Regions from separate parts of the Mus musculus genome. Here all the other regions are linked to region 3. Evidence: chromatin contacts called from public HiCAR-type, HiChIP or PLAC-seq and promoter capture Hi-C data. All regions are on one chromosome and are shown on one strand. Each heading gives the region's core, a stretch centred on a gene start, on an enhancer-like site or on the middle of the called end of the contact. The rest is flanking DNA. Distances are from core to core; before and after follow the strand shown. Region 1 overlaps Pot1a (protection of telomeres 1A). Region 2 holds the start of Pot1a (protection of telomeres 1A). Region 3 holds the start of Tmem229a (transmembrane protein 229A). Region 4 holds the start of Gpr37 (G protein-coupled receptor 37).

Region 1 (2,907 bases), core at 281-2,780, 810 kb after region 3:
AGAGGGTAGGCAGGAGGAGGGATCCCGCCTACCTTCCCCACATGCCTTTACCTGCTTCTTCTACATCAGACGTGGAAAAGGCAAATCAGAGGTTTGGGGAAAATTTGTAAAAACTCAAGAGAAATATGTACTTTTCTGTGGACTCTAAAGTGAGATACTAGAATAATAGATATTAAAATGGCTACTTTGCAAGTGTTTTAGAATGTTTATCACATCTGTCTTTTTATTTATTTATTAGTACAGCATTATTATAGCACAGATGTTGATAACCTTCAAAGGACTAGAATAAAAGCTGAGACACAGGGAAATGATCTACATTTGCTAAGCTATCTGAAACACAATTTCATTGATATTAAAATTTAAACTTAAAGGAGTTTCAGCCGGATACTTCGGGGTCTTCCATGACATCCGACATCTACATATTCCAAAAATGTGTATGGAAGATAAAAGCCACGATCATTCCGAAGAGCAGGACGTGGGGCAAGGCGGAAGTAGAATGAACACTCTAAGGAGGACACTGAGCACAGCTACTTGCTAGAGAAAGACAGGGAACCTGAACTACAGAGACTGAGCTCAGCAGGGGCTTAAGAAGGTCACACGTGCAGCTCTATGGGGAACGACTGTGGCAAACTCTTCAGGAGAGAATGGGAATGGGCAGTGTGCTACTTATTCCGTCTTCCTCACTACACTGCAGCGGCATTCAACATGTACAGACTGCGCCTACTTCTCTAAACAGATCCCAAGAGTCAGCACGACAAACTGTTATTATTACAAACGCCTTCTGGAGGCAGCACTGGATCGTTCTATAGCTTGACTAAAGATTATGAAATGTGTCGGATGATCTATTATGTTAAAAAATTGTTTAATCTTGTTACAACATTTTCCCCGAATTTACAAGCTAAAGAATTACAATAAAAAACATAAAGGTGTAGCCTACTCTGGAACAAAGGTTTATTTAATAAGTAGATAAGCACCTACAATATATAACTAGAAAGAAATCACAATGCCAGTATAAAAGAGTATCCTCCAATTTTTGCTGAAAAAGTAGGTACAGTGCAATGGTTTTATTTTCTCCTATAGCTAACTATAATTAATAGGCCACTAAATGACAAAGTGTGATATGACTACATATGTTTTATGCTGTTGTAAGAATTGTAGCATGGTAAGAGCGCACTGTTTATGGAGGTCGATATCATGCTTCCTAACAAAGTCATTATTAAAAGCACTTTTCCTGCTCCGATACAAGTTATGAAATTATCCCATGCATGCTGCTGTGAACATCTGTCTTGAGATGCCGACAATAAGGTATCCACATCAATGACACATGACTGAAGACTTCTGATTGACTTGTGAGAAAATGAATAAAACTTGTCCCAAGGAAGATTACATAGTTATATCACACCCAGAGAAGCCTTTGCATCCTGATACAGCCCTGCAAAGGCTACAGTGCGATGATGTCCGTGAGAGAAAAGACGAGCCATCAATTTCCTTACTTATGCATGCTCACATCACCCTCTAGTGGACCATGCAGAGGATACATGCAGAGGATACGACATCATGACTAAAAACCCATTTACAATACTGTTGGACTGCTTAACCAGCAGATGGTCTTTAATCCTCCCTGCCCTCCCCGGAGAGCCTTTGCAATGAGCCAGTTGAGATTTAAGGAAGAGAAGCAAGCGGGGCAGGCAGAGGAACATGTGGAGCTAAGGCAGGAGCACAGGGAAAGCGAAGTGATTTCAAATGATCCAAAGATCAAAGCAGACAATGGCGCTGAGTAAAAGTGCACACCCTCTCTCCTCACTAAAGAACCAACCCTTCCTGCGTATCATGAAAACTTTCAAATTGAGACCGATGGTTATCACTGTTTCCAAAGAGAGTCAATCTGTGTAGACAGAATCTTCAGAGAAAAATTCAAAAGTCTATCTTCAAAAGTATTTTTCCCAAGTCCAGGGGTGCCTGCACGCACATACTCGTGTCTAAAAGATAAGACGACACAGTCACAAGCCCTGGCCCTGCCCTTCACGCTGTTTACTGATCTGAGTGAGCTAAAGACACTCTGTAACGCAGTATGAGAGTGCCAGGGTTTTCTGCTCTAGCACATTTGTTTAACAAAAGGCAACAGCAGCACTGGGCTGCACGCATACGGTTTTATTTCTGTGTTTTCTCCTTGTTTTATGGATAGATTGAAATGATCTACAGCTAAGATCATTTCCTTTCAATGTTTACTAACCCTGGAAAAAGACACTGCGGCTTGATCTTGTGAATGCCTTACTTTGTCACATAAAATGGAATGAAGCCAGCAGCTCTTCTCTCTTGAGACAATATCCAAGCCACTCTGCATATTGTCATTCACGATAGTGTTATCTACTACAGGAGAATTTAAAAATATATAGGTAAAAATTAACAAAAAGTATTCTCTACCATTTATGAATATAAATTTTTACGAAAAAGTGCCAAATTTCTATGGACAGTAAGAAAGGTCTATACAATATACGAAACATTCAAATTAACTGTGTATGCTAGAGGTGGTATAATACTTAAGACATAGTCCATGTCTACACTCTATCAAAACAATTCAGAACGTTTTAAGAAATGAAGTTAGAGAGCTGGAACTGGAGTTAGAACCTTAGTCATGTGCCTATCACAGAGCTTCTTGACTTCACTGGGACAGACCTGTGAGGTCAATGTCCAATGTCTGCTGGACACAGGGACCTGTGATGACTGGGACCGCAGTGTGTACTTCCCCACAACCATGCAGGAATAGAGACTTCTTCCTGGCTGTCTGGAACCTGGCAGGACCCAGAGCAGATGCTGCAGACTCTGCTTTCAGATAATCAGACTTTGCTCCGGCAGCTATCAATAACTCAAAATCTATTTTTGGAAAAACAGATGAGCAAAAAAGAA
Region 2 (3,116 bases), core at 292-2,791, 850 kb after region 3:
GCCCGAGACAGCTCTCTCCAATATCCAAACCTGAACTCTGGGCACAAGACTGTGTCTCCTCTCCTCTTGCCCAGCATAGTTGAGAATTTAAAACAGTTAAGTTTCCTGAACTCACTGACCCTCTATTCTAATTGTTCTGCATTTTATCTCATCATGTCTGAAACAGGCTGTCTAAATTCAAATACCATCTCTGCCATCTATTAGCTATCTGATCTCAGGAAAATTACTTAACCTTTCTGAAATACAGCACCTTTGTCTATATAGGTAAGCTATAAAGCATCAATGTCACAAGTCTTTGTGATAATTAAACAAACTAACATACACACAACACCAAAATGCCATACAACAGAAAAAAAATACTAAATTGTACTGTTCACTTAGCATTAAATGACTATTTTTTCCTAACCTTTCTATCACTAATTCAAATCTTTATCAACTCTTACATTCATTGCTGTCCTTACCTAATTGGATTTTCTCCCTTTAAGCTTTCTATATCCTATATATTCTTTGTACAGGAGGCAGAGGAGGTTCCTCTATATGTCTTTCTCCTGCTAACATCTAGTATGAAATTAACAGTTTTACAACAGCATCCAAATTCTTCAGCATACACGACTGTCAAAAAGGTTAAATACACTGTGTCACACTGAAAGTCTCAGTTTTAATTTCTTAATCTAACATATGAAACCAAAAAGCTATCTCATGTTCACATATCATACTGCTACACATTACTAATTGGAATTAATAATGGTCAGATATATTTATCTTGGACCTTAGAAACGTTTTCCATTGTATCATAAAATAATATGCTCGTTATGTGACTGCTGGAAAACTGTAAACTGATATATTCAGTCTCAGTTGTAACTGTAAAAATAAAAACCAATCTCTTACAAAGATACGAAATATAAAGTATGGGTATTCCTTCTCGGAGGAAAATGTTTTCTGAGTTAACAACCTTCTTAGCTGGATTTCCACTTAGCTTTTGTATTTAAAAAACTTCTAAGATTTTAGATGTTACAATTTCACCAACTTCACCTTGGTATCTTAAAATGTTGGACGTGGGGGCGGGAGATAAGCACGGGTTTTATTCTTTAACCCCTTTGTCAATGAAAATATTGTGTACGCACACTGTACCAAAAAGCTTCCTGATTTCAAAACTGGCATTGGTTGCCTCCTCCCTCAAACTCGTAAATATCCTAAGAGAAACTTGCAATTGATGTTAATCTGTGAACTCTAGGTTGAAACTTCTCAAACTCCTTGCCTGGGCTACTCAATAGCATCGCTGCTTAACGAATAGAGACCAACCGTCCCCAAAACACTCAGCAGCATGAGGGAGGACTTGGATCTGTTCACGTCTCTTCCCGATAGGGATCGGTCAACACTAACAGTACGTGTAACAGCATTTCTGCAAATCTGCACCAAATTTTGCAGTGAAGAGTCCTCGTTATATTTACCCAGGGTCGGCCCGCAGCGAAACCCAAACCTCCCCAAATTCACTCACCAGCAAAACCCGCGGACAACTAAAGTCTGGACCTAGGCGCCTGTGACGTCATGCACGCGCGCGGGCGCGAGCAGCTTAGTTCACGCATGCGTACTCCGCTAGAATTGCAGTGTGGCTGGCCGGGAACTCCCGGGTAAACAAGAAGAGGAAGAAGAGGGCGGAGCCACAGCAAGCTGTGTCTCAGCCACCAAGGCTGCTTGCCCCTCCGCTCCTTGGCTCACGCGGATTTCCGGTTGCCCAAAGGAGACAATCCCCAGCCTGCAGGGCGAGCCGGACCAGTTTAGGATCAGCCATTAAAGGCTAGCCACACAATCCAAAATAAGAGTCTTAAATCCTGTAGCAAGTGAGAACTCTATTCTAAACCAGGCTGGTTCCAGATTCCATTCTGTCGACTGGAAGCCCCTGACGCTAAAGCTTTTATTCTAAGTTAAACATTCAAATACGACTTTTCCAAGGCTATAAATACATGATGGTGATGATGTTATTTGTTTTATAGCACTTTGGTGACATCTGGGGTATTTTCAGGTAAACTGAAGAACCTTGCCATTATTTTCTAAAGCTTTCTTCTCTTTCCCCACTCCCCGTGTTCATAAAATATAAGTGAACCAGGAATAACAACTAAAGTGGAATTCAAGGACTGCCCATTAGAGGAGTATAATAAGGCCCAGATCCATACTGTTAGTCACTTCACACAGTTGTGAAATACTATTTATCCGCTAAGTTTAGCCACTGTATGGATTTTGGATCCTGTGCACTTTGGTTGAGAGCAGGGAACCGGAAGATTCTTCTAACTCCAGCTGAGGTCCTGGAGGCAGCAACTTTGGCAATAAGCAAGCAGGGAATCAGAGAAATTAACAAGAACCATCAACCAAACTGGTGACATACTGGTCAAGAGAACCGTTATTGCTGGTGATAGCTTCATTATAATAACGGGTTAACATTCTTCGGGAGTGGGAGGAACAAACATAAGCATACTTTGAAGCTTATTTCAAGTGGCTTGTGAACAAAGTCCCCCTTTCCCAGGAAGAACAACCCTTTTTCTGAGTGAAATGCACAATTGTTGTTTTACGAATTCCCGGTCTGTTAAATAAGCTGCTGTACTTGTGTTTTTCACAAAGCGTTGCTTTCGCTTCAGAATTAATCCCCCATCTGATCTGTGTCTGACTTCAGACAAAGCCTATACCCAGTTGGTGCCACATTCACTTCCACCACAGTCAAATCCCGTCTATCCTCCTAGTGCATGGTCATGTTCTCCTCATTACTTTCTCTCAGTATTTAAACACATTCTTCTACATTTGAAGTTTACTAGGAGCAGGGATAACGGTTCTATTTTACAGCCAAGACTGTATATAATGGCTGCTAGCTTTAGGAGCTAAATATTCATTGGATGAACAATACTCCAGGGAAAAACATGTTTCTTTTCTTACCTTTAACATCAGCCTTTCCATCCTTCCCAAACCCCCAGCTGATTACATGGAAATGTTCCTTAACTAAAACAGGAATACTCTGTGTTGCTAAGCCAAAAGGAGATACTTAGTCTCAAGAAGTTTTTTACTAAGTCCAAAAGCACTGTGGTTTTATTGTCAAAATTTGTAAACTCATCTTATTAGCCAAGGAT
Region 3 (2,996 bases), core at 260-2,759:
TCCTTTTTTGTCCCCTCTAATCTTAGTTCGTTGGGACATACTGCACCCGCCACAACACGTTGGACAGGAGGTCCTGGTACACACTAAGAAATAGCCAGCCAGGTAAATACATCAAGGTGATGAGGCCCATGAAATTAAGAGGATAGTGAGAATAGTCCCAGGAACAGGCCCCGCACATTCGAAGTCCCAGACCCCAGGAAAACTCCCACGCATAGATGAAGATCACATAGATGGGCACCCGCTTCCACGTGCCCCAGCCACGGCTGTAGTGAAGGTGGAAGTAGAGTTTTTCCACCACGAAACTACAACTTCCGTACATGAAGAAAGACCAGAGGGATGTGTGGCCACTGCTGGCCCTGTCCCCCTGCCCCAGCACATTGAAGAAGAAGGTGAAGAAGATCTCATCCAGAAAGCCATGCATTCCGAAGAAAAGGAAGCGGAGGAGGTCGGGCAGTCCCTGGGTAGGAGATCGTTCTGTGCCCCTTGCGCCACCCGGTCCTCGTCGCTGGCCACCAGCCTCCCAAAGGATCTGGGCGTCCCGGGCTGCGGGTAGCGTGTCCCTGGTGTGCTGGTCGCGCCGCCGCGGGTACCGCAAACACAAGAAGCGCTTCAGGAACACTTGGCCGTGGTAGAGCGCGAGCACGTACTGCAGCGCCAGGTCGAGCGCCCCCAGCGCCGGCGCTGCCGCGCCCCCCGGCCCGCCGCCTAGGCTGAGCCGTAGCGCCTGGCCAGCCAGGGTCTGCAGCCCGACGTGCGCAGAGGGGTAAAGCAGGAAATTGAAGAGGAAGGCGCTGGGGCAGCGCGGCCGCTGCAGGTAGAGCTGCTCCAGGGCGAAGTGGGTGAGCGAGTGCAGGAGGCAGCGGTAGGGTGAAGAGAAACCCAGCATCCGCAGATCCAGGCTGCGGGCGAAGCGCCTGGCAGAGGATACCAGCACGTCCAGGGTGATGCCGTGCATCCCGTAGAAGTAGAGGCGCATCCAGGCGGGCAGCGCGCCGCGCTCGGCCGGAGCTTCAGCAGCGGACAGCGGCTCAGGGCAGCTGGCGGCCGCCTGGCTACGCAGTCCGCCGGTGGCCCCGGGTCTCCGGGTCGCGCCGTCCCTCGGTGATGGCCCCTCACTCGCCACATCGCTGCCCGCCATTGGCTACCCGGGCACCCGGGGCCCAGCCGCCTAGCCTCGAACCGATTCCCCGCCCCGGGGGACGAGGAGGGGCGCACGTAGCTTCGATCGGATCGGGGTCTCCCAGCGCTCGGGAGACTCGCAGGTCGCCCGGGACGCGAGGAGTCCTCGTGCCTTGGTCCTGGCCCGCCCTCTTCTCCAGTCCAGGGTGAGATGTTGCTCACCCGCGCTCGGGAATCACCCTGCGCGGCCTAAGGAGTGGCGCGGCCGGGCAAGGGGAGGCGATGCCGGGGCTGTGGGGAAGAGAGCCGAGGCTGGTGGCAGCTCCATCCCCTCCGCGGCTCAGCCCCGCCGCCTCTGCTGCAGGCTCAGGGAGCGTTACGCGAGCGGAGATCGCCCTTCCCCCGGCCCTTCCCATACCCCTCTCCGCCCGGCTCGACCTCTCCCGCCTTCCCGGGCCCCCGCCCCGCCCAGCCTCCCGCGCCGGGTCTCACAGGGGTCTGCCCCGAAAGGCGAAGAGCGCCGCCCGGGTCCCCTTTGGCCATCTCTGCAGCCCTGGGCAAGTGCTGCAGGGGGTTCCCGCTGGGTTGGTGGCAGGAGGGGAGAAGCCCCTAACAGGTGTGAAGGCTAACTGTGGGGCATTCCCGGTATCGTGGAAACCAGGGCCAGGCCTTGGCTGGCGGAGACAAATGGCCTGGTGCCACTAGCCGGAGGCCGGGCCCGGGCCCAAACTGTGGTGCTGTATATTTAATGTCCTTATGCAAAGCCAGCTGTGTCCCAGTCACAGCGTGTTAACCGGAGACTCCAAGCCTGCCTTCCTGCTCAGAGCAGCCTGCATCTGAATGCCGACCCCCTCCCCCCCCTTCCCCGCCCGGAACCCCCCTGACTGATCCTCCTTTTCAGTCTTTGCCTAGGCTAGTTTACTCAGGGCCAAGCCCAGCAGTATTTAAAAAAACAAAAAACAAAAAAACAAAAAGACTTGAGGCCAGTGTAGCTGTAGCTGAGTTGTGTCCTGGCTACAGTGGGATGGTGGGGGTAGAGGTGTCCCCTACCAAAGACAGCATGCTTGCTAAAACTGGTGCAGACTAGTGCTGTGTGTGTGTGTGTGTGTGTGTTGTGGTGTGTGTGTGGGGTGTGTGTGTGTGTGTGTGTGTGTGTGTGTGTGTGGTGTGTGTGTGTGGTGTGTGTGTGTGTGCGCGCGTGGTGTGTGTGTGTGGGTGGGGTGTGTGTGTGTGTGTGTGTGTGTGTGTGTGTGTGTGTGGTGTGTGTGTGTGTGTGTGTGTGTGTGGGGTGTGTGTGTGTGTGTGTGTGTGTGTGTGTGTGTGTGTGGTGTGTGTGTGTGTGTGTGTGTGTGTGTGTGTGCGCGCGTGTGGTGTGTGTGTGTGTGTGTGTGTGTGTGTGTGTGTGTGTGTTCTTGCAGAACTAGGTCATTTCAAATACGGAGTGTAAAGGAAAGCCGAGCTTTTTTTCTTTTCCTGTCTTTTTCTTTTTCTCCCCCATCCCCTGCTCTTTCAGGCCTTGGCCTCATTCACTCCTTAGTCCCCCTCCTGGCTTCCTGTCCCTTTTCTCTCCTCCTTCTTCCCTCTCTGTCCTCTGTCAGGTAGAGGGGATGGAGGGATATTAGAAATAAGTTATACTTTTATGCCCCTCTCCTGTTCATGTATAAGAAGAAACTAGGTAATAATTTTACTCTGTCCAGAAGTTCAAATCTTCCTTGGATAAAAAGCTTTATGAAGACATATGTTCTTTGGGAGGACATACTCTGGTAGATCTCCCATATTGAAGCAACCGCGTTCCTGTCTATTTTCTTACTCATTTTACCCATTTAAACTACTGTCTATGGTAGCCATGTTGCCTATGAGTTAGCTAAGAGAGTAAG
Region 4 (3,212 bases), core at 543-3,042, 730 kb after region 3:
GGGGAGGCAGAAGAAGATGATGAGAAAGTCCCAGAAAGCCAGGTTGGCCAAGAGAGAATTGGAGATGCTCCTCATGTAGTAATTGTGACACACGATGCACATCACTGCCAAGTTGCCAATAATGCCGGTCCCAAAGATCACCACAGATAAGCACATGACCGCATAGGCTCCGTAGGATTCTTGGGTCAATGGGTAGAAGGGGTTCTTCAATCTCACGCGCCGCGTGGTGTTTCCACGGCGTGGACCCCCTTGGTCAGGAACCCAGTCATCTGCAGACCCGTTTTGCGGTAGTGCCCTGCCTGGAGGAGCAAGGGTCCTTCCTTCGTGTACTGCTGAAGGCCTGTGTTGGGAATCCTGGAGTTGTCCAGTTCTTCGTGGCCAGTAAAAAAGATCTCTGGGTTCCGTTTTCACACTGTGCTCCTGCCTGCTCTGGGGAATCCCATCGCGCTTGGAACTCATCTCTCCCCCCTCCGATGTCGGAAAGAAGAGTTGGGGATCCGTGGGGTCCCTTCTCCTCAAATGCCCGGATGGTTCTTTACCCTGGGCACTTTTCCATCTCCAGGCACTTGGTGGCTTGGTTGGAGGTCCCAAGGGCCCAGCAGCCGCCGCTTCTTCAATCACACCTGTGTCACCGCCCCTGGGTGGTGGGAGGTCCCAAGAGGTCGCCCCTCTCACCTCTGCTTCCAGTTTCTCTCTGGGCACATGGACTCGCAGAGCGTCTTTTGCCGAATTCCCAGGTCCACGGGCATCCCTGCTGCGGCGTTGGATCAGTGGGGAACAGCTCTCCCCCAGACAAGTTCCATTCCTGGGCTCAGGGACAAAGCTCAGGGCAGCAGAGACAGAAACCTTAAACAGCAGAAGGAGCAGCAGCCGCGATGTGCGCGAGAGAGGCGCGCCCCGGGCTGGCATGGCTCGGCGAGGGCGCACCTACTAGCCTGGCTCTAGCTTAGCACCGACACCTGCTGCCAAACTTGGTGCAGAGAGTTAGGCACATGTCACATACTCACCGCTGGGTAGAGGATGGGAGCAGAAGATTGCTGGGAGGGAACAGGGCGCTTGGGGAAGGACGGTGTCATCAACACATCCCTACAATCCTTCCACGTTTCATGTTCTGAGCATTTCCCAGCCAAATCTAATCCAAGCTCGGTGCACCCGAAGGTTCCCAGGGAAATAACAGATCCAAGAGGCTGACCTTGAAAAGTTGCGAACACCACCTGATTGTTCCCTAATGTTGCGACTGGGCGCAGCCTGGAGGAAGCCCCGCGCTCCTCCCAGCCTTTGGGTGGTGGCTGTCTTCTTGGTAACAGTTGCTCTGCTATTTACATCCTTTCCATACTGCTTTATCCAGTCGCTAGTAGAGGTCTCTAGAGAAAAAGAAAAACAAGTCCGCTCCACTAGGGGACTGGCTGTCACAATCCCACTCTCGGCTGGCGGGGGGGTGGGGGGTGGGGACCCTTGCAAACAAGGCACCACCGGAGCACAGAGGAAACTCTTGCTTCGTTTAACTCCGACGACTTTCAAAGGGACTGTTGCCAAGGAGAAGCCAGATTCGAAACCCGCGGCCACTGTCAAAGTTGCTGCTCCTTCAGTTCAAAGTTGACAAGTGGATGGCGCCAGCGGCTGCGCCTAGTGCACGGGCTGAGAAGGCGTGGAGTGGAGCGAGAGGGAGGAGAGGGCGCTGCTGTTTTGTGCACAGTGCTGTGGGCTGCAGGAGCTTGTCACTGCCACCACCATCGCAACCCGGGTGGAGAGCGTGGTGCCTGGAACCGCTGCTGGCGGGCGGAGCGGTGCATGGTGGACAGGGGAGGTGGCCCGGCCTCTCCCAGCGGCTCAGCCACTGCGCGGGCTTCACTCCAGGTCGCCTCCCTCTCGTCCTCCTTCTAGCAGAGCATCTGGTTTGTGGAGAGACGGGATCCCCTGGTGGTTTTACCACACACTAAACCCACACACGTTTCATTCAAGGCGTTCGCAGTAGCTTTCAATAGGAAGCTAGGAGCGACCCGGGAACAAGGGCGGAGGCGCCGAATCTGCACGGCTAAAGGCAAGGAGGACGTGAACTCCATGGGTTATTGCCCTAGATAGTCCAACCAACCCGACCTAATCTGTCACCACTAAGGAGGGGGTTGGATCTCAGGACCCCCGGTGCAGGCGGGGATCCCTGGAGGAGAAGGTAGAAAGGGCAAGCCTCTTGAGATCTGCAACAATTGGTAGCAACTGGTGCGCATGCTCAGGCTTCAGACTCCCCAGGGAATAGTGACACATTCACAGTCTTAGATTCCCCAGAGCAGAGTCAGAAAAGAAACAGACTTCATTGGTTTCATTCACTCGGTAAGAGAGTAGATTGTAAGGTAAGAAGGATCCAGGTGTCCCGTTACCTTTAACATTGACTTTGAAAGCATCCTACCAGGAGGTGGAGTTAGAGCTGATCACAGGGAGCAGGAGGAACGCAGCAACCTTGATATGTTCAGAACTGAGAACTGAGGAGGACCGAACTCCCATCACGATGCCCATGCCTTTCCAATTTTTATATACACACAACCCCGTGTAGCAATCTTGGTATAGCTGAGAAAACAGACAAATATCGGACCAAATTTTTAAAAGGGGAAGAAATAAACATGTGAGATAGAGACAAAGGCAACAACAGAAGAATTATCTAAGGGCACAATAGAAAATACAGTAAAAATACAATTGCAGTAAAGAGCCTCAAACTATCTACGTCCTAAGCACTGTCATTTGTGAATATGTGTTTACATAGCAAAAGGAACTCTACAGTGAGACTTACTTAAATATCTGGAGATGAAAAGAGTGTCACGGGTTATAAATTTGTGCACACACAAGGGACCCAAGAAGAAAAAGGTAGAGAGAGATGAGAGGGTAGTAGACTATGAAAATCTTTATAATTTTTTTTCTTGTGTTGAGGTTCAAATGGGCAGATGCACAGACACCAGACATAACAACAAAACTGACAAGGGTCAAAAAAAACAAAAAACTATTTTGGAAAAAGTTAGACAAAAATTAAAATACGGGATTTCACCAAAGGTTAAGTGTCAAATGACATGTCACAGGGAGGTAGTGTTCAGCACCAGCTTGTTGGATGACTGAAAATGGAAACAGATAAAATTACTCTTCTTTTAAAGTAGAAAAAATGAAAAGAGAAGAAAATCCCATTTGCAACGGTATTTGTCAATACCTCAAAATACTGCAGATTTATA

The links. Promoter capture Hi-C pulls out the DNA fragments that hold promoters and counts their contacts. HiCAR-type assays count read pairs that join an accessible place to other places. HiChIP or PLAC-seq counts read pairs in DNA pulled down with a chosen protein or histone mark.
Region 1: a contact with region 3 is called in an H3K4me3 HiChIP or PLAC-seq map of embryonic midbrain, with 7 times the contacts expected there. The contact joins the enhancer-like site here to the promoter of Tmem229a in region 3. A contact is called at or near these places in 3 of 39 promoter capture datasets (cranial neural crest, frontonasal cranial neural crest and hippocampal neurons) and 7 of 115 datasets of contacts at active chromatin or transcription factors (astrocytes, embryonic forebrain, embryonic midbrain and 3 more).
Region 2: a HiCAR-type map of astrocytes shows a contact between it and region 3, with 3 times the contacts expected there. The contact joins the promoter of Pot1a here to the promoter of Tmem229a in region 3. A contact is called at or near these places in 8 of 39 promoter capture datasets (cranial neural crest, embryonic stem cells, frontonasal cranial neural crest and 4 more) and 7 of 115 datasets of contacts at active chromatin or transcription factors (astrocytes, embryonic forebrain, embryonic hindbrain and 2 more).
Region 4: a promoter capture Hi-C map of neural stem cells shows a contact between it and region 3. The contact joins the promoter of Gpr37 here to the promoter of Tmem229a in region 3. A contact is called at or near these places in 8 of 39 promoter capture datasets (cranial neural crest, embryonic stem cells, frontonasal cranial neural crest and 3 more), 3 of 484 Hi-C or Micro-C datasets (brain, cortical neurons and embryonic stem cells) and 12 of 115 datasets of contacts at active chromatin or transcription factors (VIP interneurons, astrocytes, embryonic forebrain and 7 more).

What each region holds. Positions count from the first base shown.
Region 1 is chr6:25,765,726-25,768,632 of GRCm38.p6, forward strand. The region is part of intron 8 of Pot1a (protection of telomeres 1A); the gene reads right to left. Among named protein-coding and RNA genes, the nearest start is that of Pot1a, 42 kb to the right of the region's middle. Within about 2 kb of position 1,531, at least 17 of the 459 cell types and tissues checked have an H3K27ac peak or open chromatin away from gene starts, as enhancers often do. A contact at or near this core is called in hippocampal neurons, where this site is marked.
Region 2 is chr6:25,807,677-25,810,792 of GRCm38.p6, forward strand. Pot1a (protection of telomeres 1A) reads right to left here and starts at 1,542. Exons shown (of 18, transcript NM_133931.5): 1 at 1,499-1,542.
Region 3 is chr6:24,954,616-24,957,611 of GRCm38.p6, forward strand. Tmem229a (transmembrane protein 229A) reads right to left here and starts at 1,510. Exons shown (of 1, transcript NM_177013.3): 1 at 1-1,510. The coding sequence starts at 1,138. The coding sequence ends at 23.
Region 4 is chr6:25,688,188-25,691,399 of GRCm38.p6, forward strand. Gpr37 (G protein-coupled receptor 37) reads right to left here and starts at 1,793. Exons shown (of 2, transcript NM_010338.2): 1 at 1-1,793. The coding sequence starts at 909.